Linked DNA regions of Sus scrofa: region 2 is linked to region 1. The links are chromatin contacts, called in public HiChIP or PLAC-seq maps. All regions are on one chromosome and are shown on one strand. Each heading gives the region's core, a stretch centred on a gene start, on an enhancer-like site or on the middle of the called end of the contact. The rest is flanking DNA. Distances are from core to core; before and after follow the strand shown. Region 1 overlaps TMEM154 (transmembrane protein 154). Region 2 has its middle 210 kb from the start of GATB.

Region 1 (5,174 bases), core at 2,524-5,023:
CAGTAAGGCTGGGGAAGCAGTGGGACAGATTGGAGTCAGGGGTGGGAAGGCGGGAGTCCTTGGGGTCATGGCCACGAGAAGGAGTCTTCCATCTGTGCTTTGTCACAGGTACTGTTCTCCCATTCTGCCGCATCCCAGTTTGATCTTGAAAAGCCCTGGGTAAAGCATTGTTTATTCTCATGAAAGTTATGCTAACTTTTAAAATGACATTCCTGATGGACTAAAGATGACTATTATCAATGTAAAACGAATTTGATAGAAAATTCCCTGGTGAGGAAGACTCTCTTCCAATTCCAGGACTATCAGATACTAGGTTTCAGAATTGTTCTAGAGCCAAAGCAGACTTGACATCTTTTGGTGTGTGCTAGGAACAATGACTCCAATTAGATTTTCAAGTTGAAGCCTTTTTTTATACCTTCCCCAAATCACTCAGGGGTGATAAGAAACATATTTATATGTGCATACAAAATGCAGTCTGTGTCCTTCACAGCCAGAAACAGGGCACCTCCGGCTTGGAGATCAGAAAATCCCGGGCCTGTGGGCCCCTCACTGTCCTTGCTTCTAAGCTCTCCTGCAGCTGTAAACAGTCGTTTTCCATTATGCCAGCAGGTAGGGCAAATGTGCGCTGGGAAAAGAGGCAGTGACGTGCATCGCCTTTCCTGGCGGGGGCTGGTGTAATAGATTCCAAGAAAGTAGGAAACCACATGTTTCTCCACTGTTTGCAATTTCACGGTGACCTAATGACAGCGGTCACGTGGAAGCTCCTTTGTAAGCTTGAGCAAAAAGCAAAAGCAGAGCTGCCTGACTTCTTTAAAAAATGTTTTTATTTTATTTTTTTGCTTTTTAGGGCTGCAACTGCAGCATATGGAAATTCCCAGGTTAGGGGTCCAACTGGAGCCACAGTTACAGCACCTCAGGGTCCGAGCCAAGTCTGCGACCTACACCACAGCTCACTGCAACGCTGGATCCTTAACCCCTGAGGGAGGCCAGCGATTGAACCTGTGTCCTCATGGATACTAGTCAGATTCTTTTCCACTGCGCCACAATCGGAACTCTGTTTGTTTTTGTTTTTAAGTAGGGAAAGTAAGAATTTCCTGCCCAAACCACAGCCTATAGTTGGTCTTCCCTAATGGAGTTATGAGGGTTGGGGGCGGGAGGGGGGGAGGTTGGGGTTGACTAGTCATATGGTTATGGTCTGAGGCTCCAAATCCAGAAAGGGATTCTTCATTGAACTTTATTTCAAGCATCTCAAAATTCAAAAGCCATTCATAAGCGAGAACTGGCCTCATCCCCAGACACGGCTGGTGTAGTATTTGCTGTTCCCTTTCCATGCTATGCTTATTTCTTTTGCCTGGAATTACCTTCTTGGTTGCTTGGTAAGCTGCCACCCTGTTCTTCCATGCCCAGTTCTAATAATTTTATGAAGACTTGAGTAATCACACCCCATGCCAAATTTTACTCACTGCCTCTTGACTGTGCTCAAACTGATTGTTTAGTTACACTGGCACAAGTTGGTGACTTCCCTTTTTCTTTTCTCTTTCTTTTTAGGGGTGCACCTGTGGCATATGGAAGTTCCCAGGCTAGGGGTTGAATCGGAGCTGCAACTGCCGGCCTACACCACAGCCACAGCAACACCAGATCCAAGTGGCGTCTGCGACCTACACCACAGCTCACGGCAACGCCGGATCCTTAACCCACTGAACGAGGCCAGGGATTGAACCCACATCCTCATGGATTCTAGTGGTATTTGTTATGGCTGAGCCATGGTGGGAACTCCATGACTTCCCTTTTTTTTACTTCCTTTTCTTACGAGGTTATGTTCTCTTTAAGGACCATGAGAACCATGAACTTGGCTTATTTCTCTTATCTAATTGCATGGCAGAAAGGTTGTGAGGAAAGACTCTGGTATGCTCTGCCTAGTTGGCTTTTGCCTTTCCTAACTTTGTGATCTATGGCTCCTCATCTGTAAAATGGGCAAATTCAGTACCTACCTTATAGAGTTGTTATGACAAGTGGATTCATCAATGTTAAGCACTTAGAGAAAACAGTACCCAGTATATTTTCTGTGTTAGCCAATTATTATTATCCTTTTGTTGTTGTTATCCTGCCCTGGGCATTTGGAAGTTCCTGGGCCAGGGATTGAACCTGCACCACAGCAATAATAATGCCGGATCCTTAACAGTCAGGCCACCAGGGAACTCCTTATCCTTTTATCTCACAGAGTGCCTAACCCAACACCTACATTAGCTGCTCAATACACGTTTGTCAAAGGAATGAGCTGATGAGGGAATTTTAGAACTTTTTAAACAGAGTACTAATTCAGTAAAAATCACCTCACCCATTTCCCTTAATACAGATTAGCACATTGCTTTTAACTTAAATATGCCTCACTTTAAGAAAACACAAATGGAAAACTTAGCATTTCAAAGCCATTGCTAATCACCAAAGCACTTGGTAAAGAAATCTTTCTGCGAATATTTTCTGTTGCTAGCCACTCCTTTGATACAGATACAGATGCTTAACTGATTAACACACGAATCTCTCTTCAGACAAATTGACAACTAAAAGGTTGACAACCACTGTCCTTTGAGGTTTGCTCACTCATATTTAACATGATAAAGCAAGTCAATAGAAAGAGAATATTTAAAGAGTTCCCATCCTGGCTCAGTGGTAATGAACCTGAGCAGTGGCCAAGAGGAGAAGGGTTCCATCCCTGGCCTCGCTCAGTGGGTTAAGGATCCGGCAATGCTGTGAGCTGTGGTGTAGGTCACTGATGTGACTTGGATCCCATGTTGCTGTGGCTGTGGTGTAGGCCGGCAGCTGCAGCTCCGATTGGACCCCTAGCCTGAGAACTTCCATATGCCGCCTGTGTGGCCCTAAAAAGCAAGAGAGAGAGAGAGTATTTAAATAAACGGAATTTGATTTAAATATTTTTCCCAGGAAAATAAAACTGTCATACTGGGTCAGGCCAGCATCTTTCTTGGAAAGTTCCCAGAGGAGTGTCTTGTGGCAGGGCCTGGATATTATCGATCAGGAATATTCTTCCACACCAGGAAATGTCTTTAAATTCGACAACTGGGGAGCACTTGGCCCACATGTGTAGAAAGAACACTTCACCTGCTTGGAAATTCACATTTTCCTTTAGGCCTGTCCATTCCACATCCAGGAAAAAGGAAGGCTGTAGAGTGACTTGAACTCTGTCATTCTCCCCAGGCTTGGAGGCTCACATCTGCAGTTATTCTTTAACAGGTATCAGGTGTCTGGATGGGCTGCAGGGGAAACAGCTGGCAGGGAAGCATCCCTTTAAACAGGCTGTGTCTCCAGGACACCTGGCTGGGCTGTGTCTCCACTCTGGCTCACTCTTTGGCAGAGAAACCTGATAAGCCAGCAGGTCTCCTGCTGGGCTCCCGCCCCATCCCCTGCCGCGCAGTTCCACCATCTGTAGCACGGAGGAGGGGAGCCTGGAGGGGGGGCCTCTTCAGGCTAAGTGGGTGTAACTTGGGAACTGAGGAGGAGCAGGACAGGAACTGGCAGGGCTGGGGGAGGGAAGAGGGCGTCAAGGGCAGGCGGAGGGTTGTGTGAGAGTTGCCTCTGCCTCCTGGTGCAGAGCGAGGAGGTGGCTATTAATGAAGAGACAAGGCAGGTGGAGTGGAGCGGGCAGGGCGGGATCGAAGAGGACAAGTAATTGGTCTCGCTCCGGGTTTAGTGCTGCGCGGCGTTGCGCTCTCCCAGATGTTGTCCGGTTGCCATGGCGGCGGGGCAGGGGTAAGGGCGGTGGAGCAGGGGAGCCGAGGCCGCAGGAGGCTTTTTGCTCTGTGTGAATACTGATTACAAGAGCTTCACATGTGGAGCACTTGTGTAATGGGCTTTTAAACTTCTCCATCCTCTGCATGCAGGGCTAGCTTTTGCTCCCCGGGAAGCCTGACAGCACCCAGATTAGCAAGATAAATCCACCGTGGGGCTGTGGGGCCATTTGTTTAGTGAGAATTTAGGAAGGGGTTATTAAACAGGGAAAGAAGGAGAGGAGAAGGCTGGAATGACAAAACAGGATTTCTATGGGTCACCTGTAAGGGAGGTTTGGTTGTATAGGGGCTTTATTTAGAGTAAAATCCCTTAAGGAAATAGCCGGTCAGTTTTTAGATGAAAAATGAATGTCTGTAAGTAAAGGAAGGTAAACACTCTCCCCTTTCCCCAATCTGGGTGCCCTGAGGAGTCAGGTATCTGCAGGAAGCTTCAGCTTCAGGGGTGGAGTGGGGCTTGAGGAGGTAACCCACAGCCACTGGAAGGGAAGCAGTGATGGCATGAAATTGGCAGCAGTGCCCAGCCTTCCTGGATGAGCAGTGCCGTTAAAGCATGCCAAGCCACAGGAAATTACAGCGGCTCTGGGCTGCCAGGAACTCTATTCCAGGTGCCTGCTGGTTGTGTTCCCTCGCTGGGGACCTGCCTTTCTGCCCTTCAGACAAAGGAGGCTTCTGATGGCCAAGGATCAGGTCAATCTGACCATTCAGTGGATCCCTGCAAAGTGTTTGTTGCTATGTGGTTTCCACATCCTAAAATGTGCAGTGGGGCCGTGGTGTCCACTCATAGGCCATCACTGCCTCGTTTCTCTGGGTGCCTTGGTTTCCCTGCCAAACAAAACAGAGCTTGAGCTAGGGCCCTGAGCTCTGATGCTTGCCACATGTTCATCTGGGGTCTGCTCAGCTTTGGAGTCATTCTGCAAAACTGTTACCTGACTCATCTCAATTAACAGCAACAAAAAGCAGGCTTGTTGGAAGTTTCTGTATTCTGAGAATGCTAAACCCAAAACCTCGAACATGAATTGAACCCCAGGGCTGGACAATGCAGATGAAGACCTGTTCATTTATTCCATAAATATTTACACAGTGTTATTGGGGACTGTGCAAGCTGGATGGGGAGGTGGGTATGTCACAATGAGCAAGGCAGATGGATCGCAGGGCTTGGGGAACTACGGTCAAGTGGGAGAGACAGACAAAAGAGAATTGAACATGGAGTTCCCGTTGTGACGCAGTGGAAATGAACCCGACTAGTATCCATCAGGATGTGGGTTTGATCCCTGGCCCGGCTCCCTCAGCGGGTTAAGGATCTGGCATTGCCGTGAGCTGTGGTAGGTTGCAGATGTGGCTCAGATCTGGCATTGCCGTGGCTGTGGTGTA
Region 2 (5,800 bases), core at 2,176-4,675, 640 kb after region 1:
AATTTGGCTATAATTATTGTAAAATACCGAATTTGAAGGCATAGCGCCCAAGTGACACCCTGCATCGCTCCTTTCCATACGTGAATATCTTCTTATTTACTGCCTTCCCCGTAATGAACTTTGAGATAAACAACAGGAAAAGTAATTTGTTTTTTGACAATGCTGAACCTTTGAATAGAGAAAATCACACTGTTGAACACAGAGTGCAGTCCTGTGTGGTAAGTGGTATCCATGGCAACCAATAGATTTTATGCTAAGTCTGGCCTTTAAAAACATTTCACGTTTACCACTGAGAAAAAGATGGCCTTGATTTAAAAATGATACAACAAGTACCTCGAATGGGCATGCTTTCTGCTCTGGGCTGCAAACACAATTAAGAGGCATCTCCTCGGTACCAAATCACCTCAATCGGATCTATGCCATCCTGGAGGAACATCATAGCCCGCTTGAAAAAAAAATAGAAAGAAAGAAAGAGGATGGACATGTGGAAGGCTGCTGCAGGGGTGGAGGTGGTTTAGTTTTCACTTGTCCTCCTTGTATTTAACGCCTGGAGTGAAAAATAGGGAGTAAAAATAGCACGTGCGCCTCTTATCTCAGTCTGTGATCATGGTGACTGTGCAAATATTATGGCCTGCTTATCTTGGGAGCAGCTCCCACCACGCCCGCTTATTATAACTTGAAATAATGGATGGAGAAATACCTACCATAGCGGCCCCAGAGGGAGCACTCTAAATTAGGCCCTGTTCACATTTAGGACTTGGGTACCCAGAAAGGCATGCAGTCATGGCAGAGAGAGGATGTCATCCGAAAGACATACTTGAAGAAAAGCAGAAAGGACAAGTTGCCCTTCTTTAAAACGAGAGATTTGATACATGATGCATCCGAGAAAGGAAATAATGGGGTTTTTTGGTGGAGGAGGGAGGCGTTTGTTTTGCTAAGCTGTTTGTAAGTGCCAGGATAGCTTCCTTAAGAGGGCACTTCTAGGAGTTCCCATGGTGGCTCATCAGGTTAAGAGCCCAGCTAGTCTGTAAAGATGTGGGTTCCATGCCTGGCCTCACTCAATGGGTTAAGGATCCGGCCTTGCCGAGGGAGAGCTACAGCATGGGTCACAGATGCGGCTCAGATCCAGCATTGCCCTGGCTGTGGCGTAGACCCCAGCTGCAGCTCTGATTCAACCTCTTGCCCAGGAACTTCCATGTGCAGGATGGCATGTCTCTGTTCTTTTTCAAGGTGGGGTGCTCGTTATGCCTTAGAAATGGGATTATCTTGTCCATATTGAGTCAGAAAAACCTTCATCTACTCCCTCTGAAGGTATTTATAGCTACAGTGCTTTTGTAATGACTTGTATTAGGGGCTTTGAGCCTGCCCTCACCCCAGCATTGACATAGTGAAGTCCTAACCCCCATACCTCAGAATGTGATTTTCTTTGGAGAAAGGGCACTCAAAGAAGTGAAGTTCAAATGAGGCTGCTAGTCGGGGCCCTAATCTGACCTGATGGACACACGCAGAAAATGACGGAAAACATTTGGACACACACGACACGACACGGGGCGTGCATGAACGGAGGGAACGCAGAGTGAGCACAGAGAGAAGCAGAGGCCTCAGAAGAAACGAAACCTGCTGCACTTGGCTCTCGGAATTCCAGCCTCCAGAACTGCGAGAAAGTTCATTTCTGCTGAGTGAGCCATCACACCTGCGGTATTTTGTGAAGGCAACCCTGGCAAACCAGGGCAACTGGGGTAGGAACAGACGGCGTCTCAGAAGGTGTGATAATCAGCTCACTGGGGAAGGAGGTCAGGGTGCCCCCATGTGTGGGGGTGAGGGAGGGGCATGTCTCCTGCACAAAGACCTTGCCCACCTCTGCTGACTCGGGCCGCCCACATCTGTCATTGCGGCACATTGGAGAGTTCTGCATCGCCTCGCCTTTGGCTTTAATGAACCGAAGATACTTTCTGAGTCATCAGTAGGTTATAGGGACAAAGGCTCATGCCTCTTTCATGCTGCCAAATACCTGAGAAGTGACGCGGACGCAGAGGGTAGTGATGCTGGAAAGGGTGGGGGTGGGGAAGACAGGGCTGCACTTTGCTCCTCACACGCATGAGCTTTGCGTGATGCCCAGGCCCCCGGCCCAGCACCACACAGCAGCCACCTGCCCAAAGGCATGAGCCATTCATCTCTGTGAGCTGATTTTCTTCTCTGGGTGCACAGAGAGCTCTGGGCTATCTTTGGCCTGGGAAAAGAATGTTGACTGTTTCACACACTGAAACATAAATCACTCTCTCTAGGCCTTGTTAACTTTTACTTATAAACTGTTTTAATGTAGAACTGTCGGACCCGGTGAAAATAATGCGTGGTGACAGGTTTAGGATTAAAATCTTCTCAGGTAGTTAGGATGGCAAGTTAGGTTATAAATTGCTTTTAAAGAGCTGAGGCATGGACTATGAGCTCCCTCTGCTTACTCCAAATGGGCACCAATGAGGCAGCTGGGGCCAGGAGATGCTAGTAATTCATCTTAATTATTTGTCAGCAAAGCCATCATAATAAGAGATGTCTTTTATTTTGATTAAAATGACCCTGGGTCATCACCAAAGGCTCTCGTCTGCACAGCACCAGGGAAAAGGAGAAGTGGAAGTGTCTGGGGCTTGGGATTTTATGCTTCAAGCGAGGAGGCCTGAATCAGAAACATATACCAAAGGATGTAAAGATACAGCGCCAGTGTGCAGTTATGGATGCAGCCCGAATGCTCTCGGAGGACCTCATTACTTCAGCGCCAGGGCATCCGTGGACTCTTATTTTCTCTCGGAACTTGTTATAGCTCAGGACTGCAGGGCTTTGAGGAAGGACCAGGACCGGGCTGTTATACTCTACAGCAGAAGCCCAGATCAGATCGTGGAATATGCAAATCCAGTGAGTAGGCGCAGCCAACAGCAGCCATCTCATCTCCAGCCACAGAGAAGCCAACTACCTTCTCAGGGGGCTGAAAAGGCCCTTCATCAGGGGAGAGGAACTCGACTGGGAATCCAGGCAAGGTCCCGCTGGAGTGCCCGGTGGGGAGAGAGGAGCAGACGTACACCCTTCAGCACTCAGGCCCAGGTCCTCCGTGCATGGGGAACTCTCAACAATTGCGAGGCACCCCCCCAAGACTGTCAGAATCTTTTAGTCACTCATCACTCAACAAACTCTTATGCTGTGCCTACTGTGTGCCAACACTGTTCCAGGGCCTGGGATGGTTCTCTTAATAAAACCAACAAACACATTTCTCCTCCCAGAAGTTCTTTCTAGAGGGATCTGTCACTCCCCATTTCCCATCAAATGGGACCAAGGCTGCTTGGGAGGTTTGTCCCTTGAGGCAAGACCGGCCTGGGCAGGGAGGCCTCAGGCAGCTGGGAAAATACTTTGTCAGGAAGTGAGCTGGCAGGGCGCACTGCCTCTGACTCAGCATCACCCACCCCCCCTCTCTGGCCAGCGCTTCTGGGTGGAGCAGCCTTTGGGTGGAGAAGCCTCTCTGAGTCTGGGAGAAGCTCTATAATTCAATAACAATTTCGCTAAGATGTTTCCGACTCTTAAAACATGTAACTATAGCTACAGACAAACGGCATTACAGGGCTTCAGAGAACCATCTGCTAGGCTTTAATTTGCTTCTCAGGACTGAGAGGATTATAAATCATGCAATCACACATCTAGGAACATTCTTTCCTCCATCTTTGCAGCTTAAAACAAGTCTGTAGTAGCATCGACTTACTTCACCGTTCTTCTCTGGGTGCGTGGCTCGCCTAGGACCTCTCACTAATGGACAGAAACTCACTAACACTGTGCACGGTTTTGCTAATATGATACACTGCGTGCAAATACAATTTGAAACAATGGTCCAGAGGAATTCGTAACAGTTTTTTTTTCTCTATTAAATTTATAAGACTCTATCATGTCATTCCGAAGAGTCATTAGCGGACTCTCAGATGCACAACTGAAGGATCTACTAACAGGAACGTCTAAGACTCACAGGTAAAATTATGCAGGAAAGATAAAACTTCCAGCCCGCTATTCTTAGGGAAGGCATTTAAGGTTATATTTCTAATTATCAAATCCTCCAATGAGGAAACATTTGTTGAGCACCTGCCTTGTGCCAAGCCCTGTCCCCTCCAGGAGATCCCAATTTACTAGAAAAGAAATGAACTAGGGGTAGAGGAGGAGGCTGACAGCAACTAACACCATCTTGGGTTGTTTGTTTGGTTTTGGTTTTGGTTTTGGGGGGGCCACACCCACAGCACATGGAAGTTCCTGTGCCAGGGATTGAATCTGAGCCACAGCTGCGACCCATGCCACAGCCACAGCAACCAGATCCTTAACCCACTGCGCCACAGTGAGAAATCCTGTGCCGTTTTTTCTATTTTTCTCTGCTCCTTGGCACTTGAAGACAAAGTCATATAAAGAATAATGTCCAGGAAATATTTTTCTTTAGATCTTGCCCAGACTACTTTCAGATGTGATGAGATGGCATTCTGCCTTATTTAACAAGCCTGGAAATTAAAAGTAAATGAGTCTATACTATTGGAGAATTTTGAAACCCTTACCTTAAATGGCACTCATTTGTTTTATCGTCTGGATGGAATGAAATTCAGCGAGTCAGACTTGCCTTTCAATGCGGCAAGATTGGAATCTGTTGACTGAACGTTTCTACTTGGACTCTCGTAGTTTTAACCACAAACATCTATCAGTTGCTCTGGGTGCTTCGAGCTTTCCTTTAACTGCCATTTGCTGACTTCCCACAATGGAGGTAGTTTAGCCAACCAGCACTCCTGTGGGGAGAGGGGGCATGGGTGGGTTGAAAGGAGCCTGCCAGTTCTCCCTGTTCCATTCTGGGCTCTGACAGTGTCTTGATTTGTAGGGTGGGACGAAGCACTTAACCTTTGTGTCTCCAAAAGCAAATGATGAATTCTGTCCCATTTACACTGTTTATTAACAGAAGGGAGTTGCACATGATTAACTGCTCCATTCCCTCATTTCTTTGACCTTAAGATGCCAGCCTCACGAGGGGTTGCTATGTGGAGACGTAGAGTCTGCAGAGTCCCAGAGGGAGTGAGCAGCCAGTGCCCGATGGATGGTAGTGATGCTGAAACTCACTTGACTTCTCAGCAAATGCCAAACTCCCTGCAGGATAATGCCTGGGGAAGGTGAGCCCTATCAACTTTGGAGGAGGGGAGGAAGCTGTGGAAATGTGGAAAAGGAAAGTAGGGGCTCACCAAAGCGGAGCCTGCCCTGCTTCACCATAAGCAAAGCCACTGATAATCACTAAATTGGTTCAACATCAAATGGCAGGTCTGATCTTTGATGAATTACCAGAGATTAAATCAGCTAAGTGCTGTTGACACTTGGCCACTAAGCCCAGTGGGAATTCTTTGACCTGGCAAAAACACTCCTCATCAATATCTTGGCAGATGAGGAAAGAAGCAAGGAAGGCGTGAAGAGTCTAGCCCTTCATCTTCCATTCAATTTAGGAAACTGGTTGTCAAGCTGCTCCCAAAGTCTTTCTTCCATGTAGCAGCAAAGAGTACTTCTTTATCCCCCGTGCCCATAAGATGAGCTACATTTCTTCCCTCTATTTGTATGTATATTTGAATCCATATGAAGTTACAGGGTAAGATTTAGGGCTCTCTCTAAACCAGCATTTTCAAAATGTGTCCCATCGCATACCAGTCTCCAGGATGCTCTTTAAATTAGAATTCCTCGCTTAAACAAGTATGGGAAGTGCTTTCAAAGTTTATTTCCTAAGTGCCAGGGCTACAGTGATGAACAAATCATT

What was found. HiChIP or PLAC-seq counts read pairs in DNA pulled down with a chosen protein or histone mark.
Region 2: a contact with region 1 is called in an H3K27ac HiChIP or PLAC-seq map of alveolar macrophages. The contact joins two enhancer-like sites. A contact is called at or near these places in 1 of 47 Hi-C or Micro-C datasets (embryonic fibroblasts) and 1 of 2 datasets of contacts at active chromatin or transcription factors (alveolar macrophages).

Annotation. Positions count from the first base shown.
Region 1 is chr8:76,375,353-76,380,526 of Sscrofa11.1, forward strand. The region is part of intron 3 of TMEM154 (transmembrane protein 154); the gene reads left to right. It overlaps LOC110262137, which reads right to left. Exons shown (of 7, transcript XR_002346729.1): 7 at 4,841-5,174. Among named protein-coding and RNA genes, the nearest start is that of TMEM154, 23 kb to the left of the region's middle. Within about 2 kb of position 3,774, at least 20 of the 83 cell types and tissues checked have an H3K27ac peak or open chromatin away from gene starts, as enhancers often do. A contact at or near this core is called in alveolar macrophages and embryonic fibroblasts, where this site is marked.
Region 2 is chr8:77,011,661-77,017,460 of Sscrofa11.1, forward strand. No RefSeq gene overlaps it. Among named protein-coding and RNA genes, the nearest start is that of GATB, 210 kb to the right of the region's middle. Within about 2 kb of position 3,426, at least 20 of the 83 cell types and tissues checked have an H3K27ac peak or open chromatin away from gene starts, as enhancers often do. A contact at or near this core is called in alveolar macrophages and embryonic fibroblasts, where this site is marked.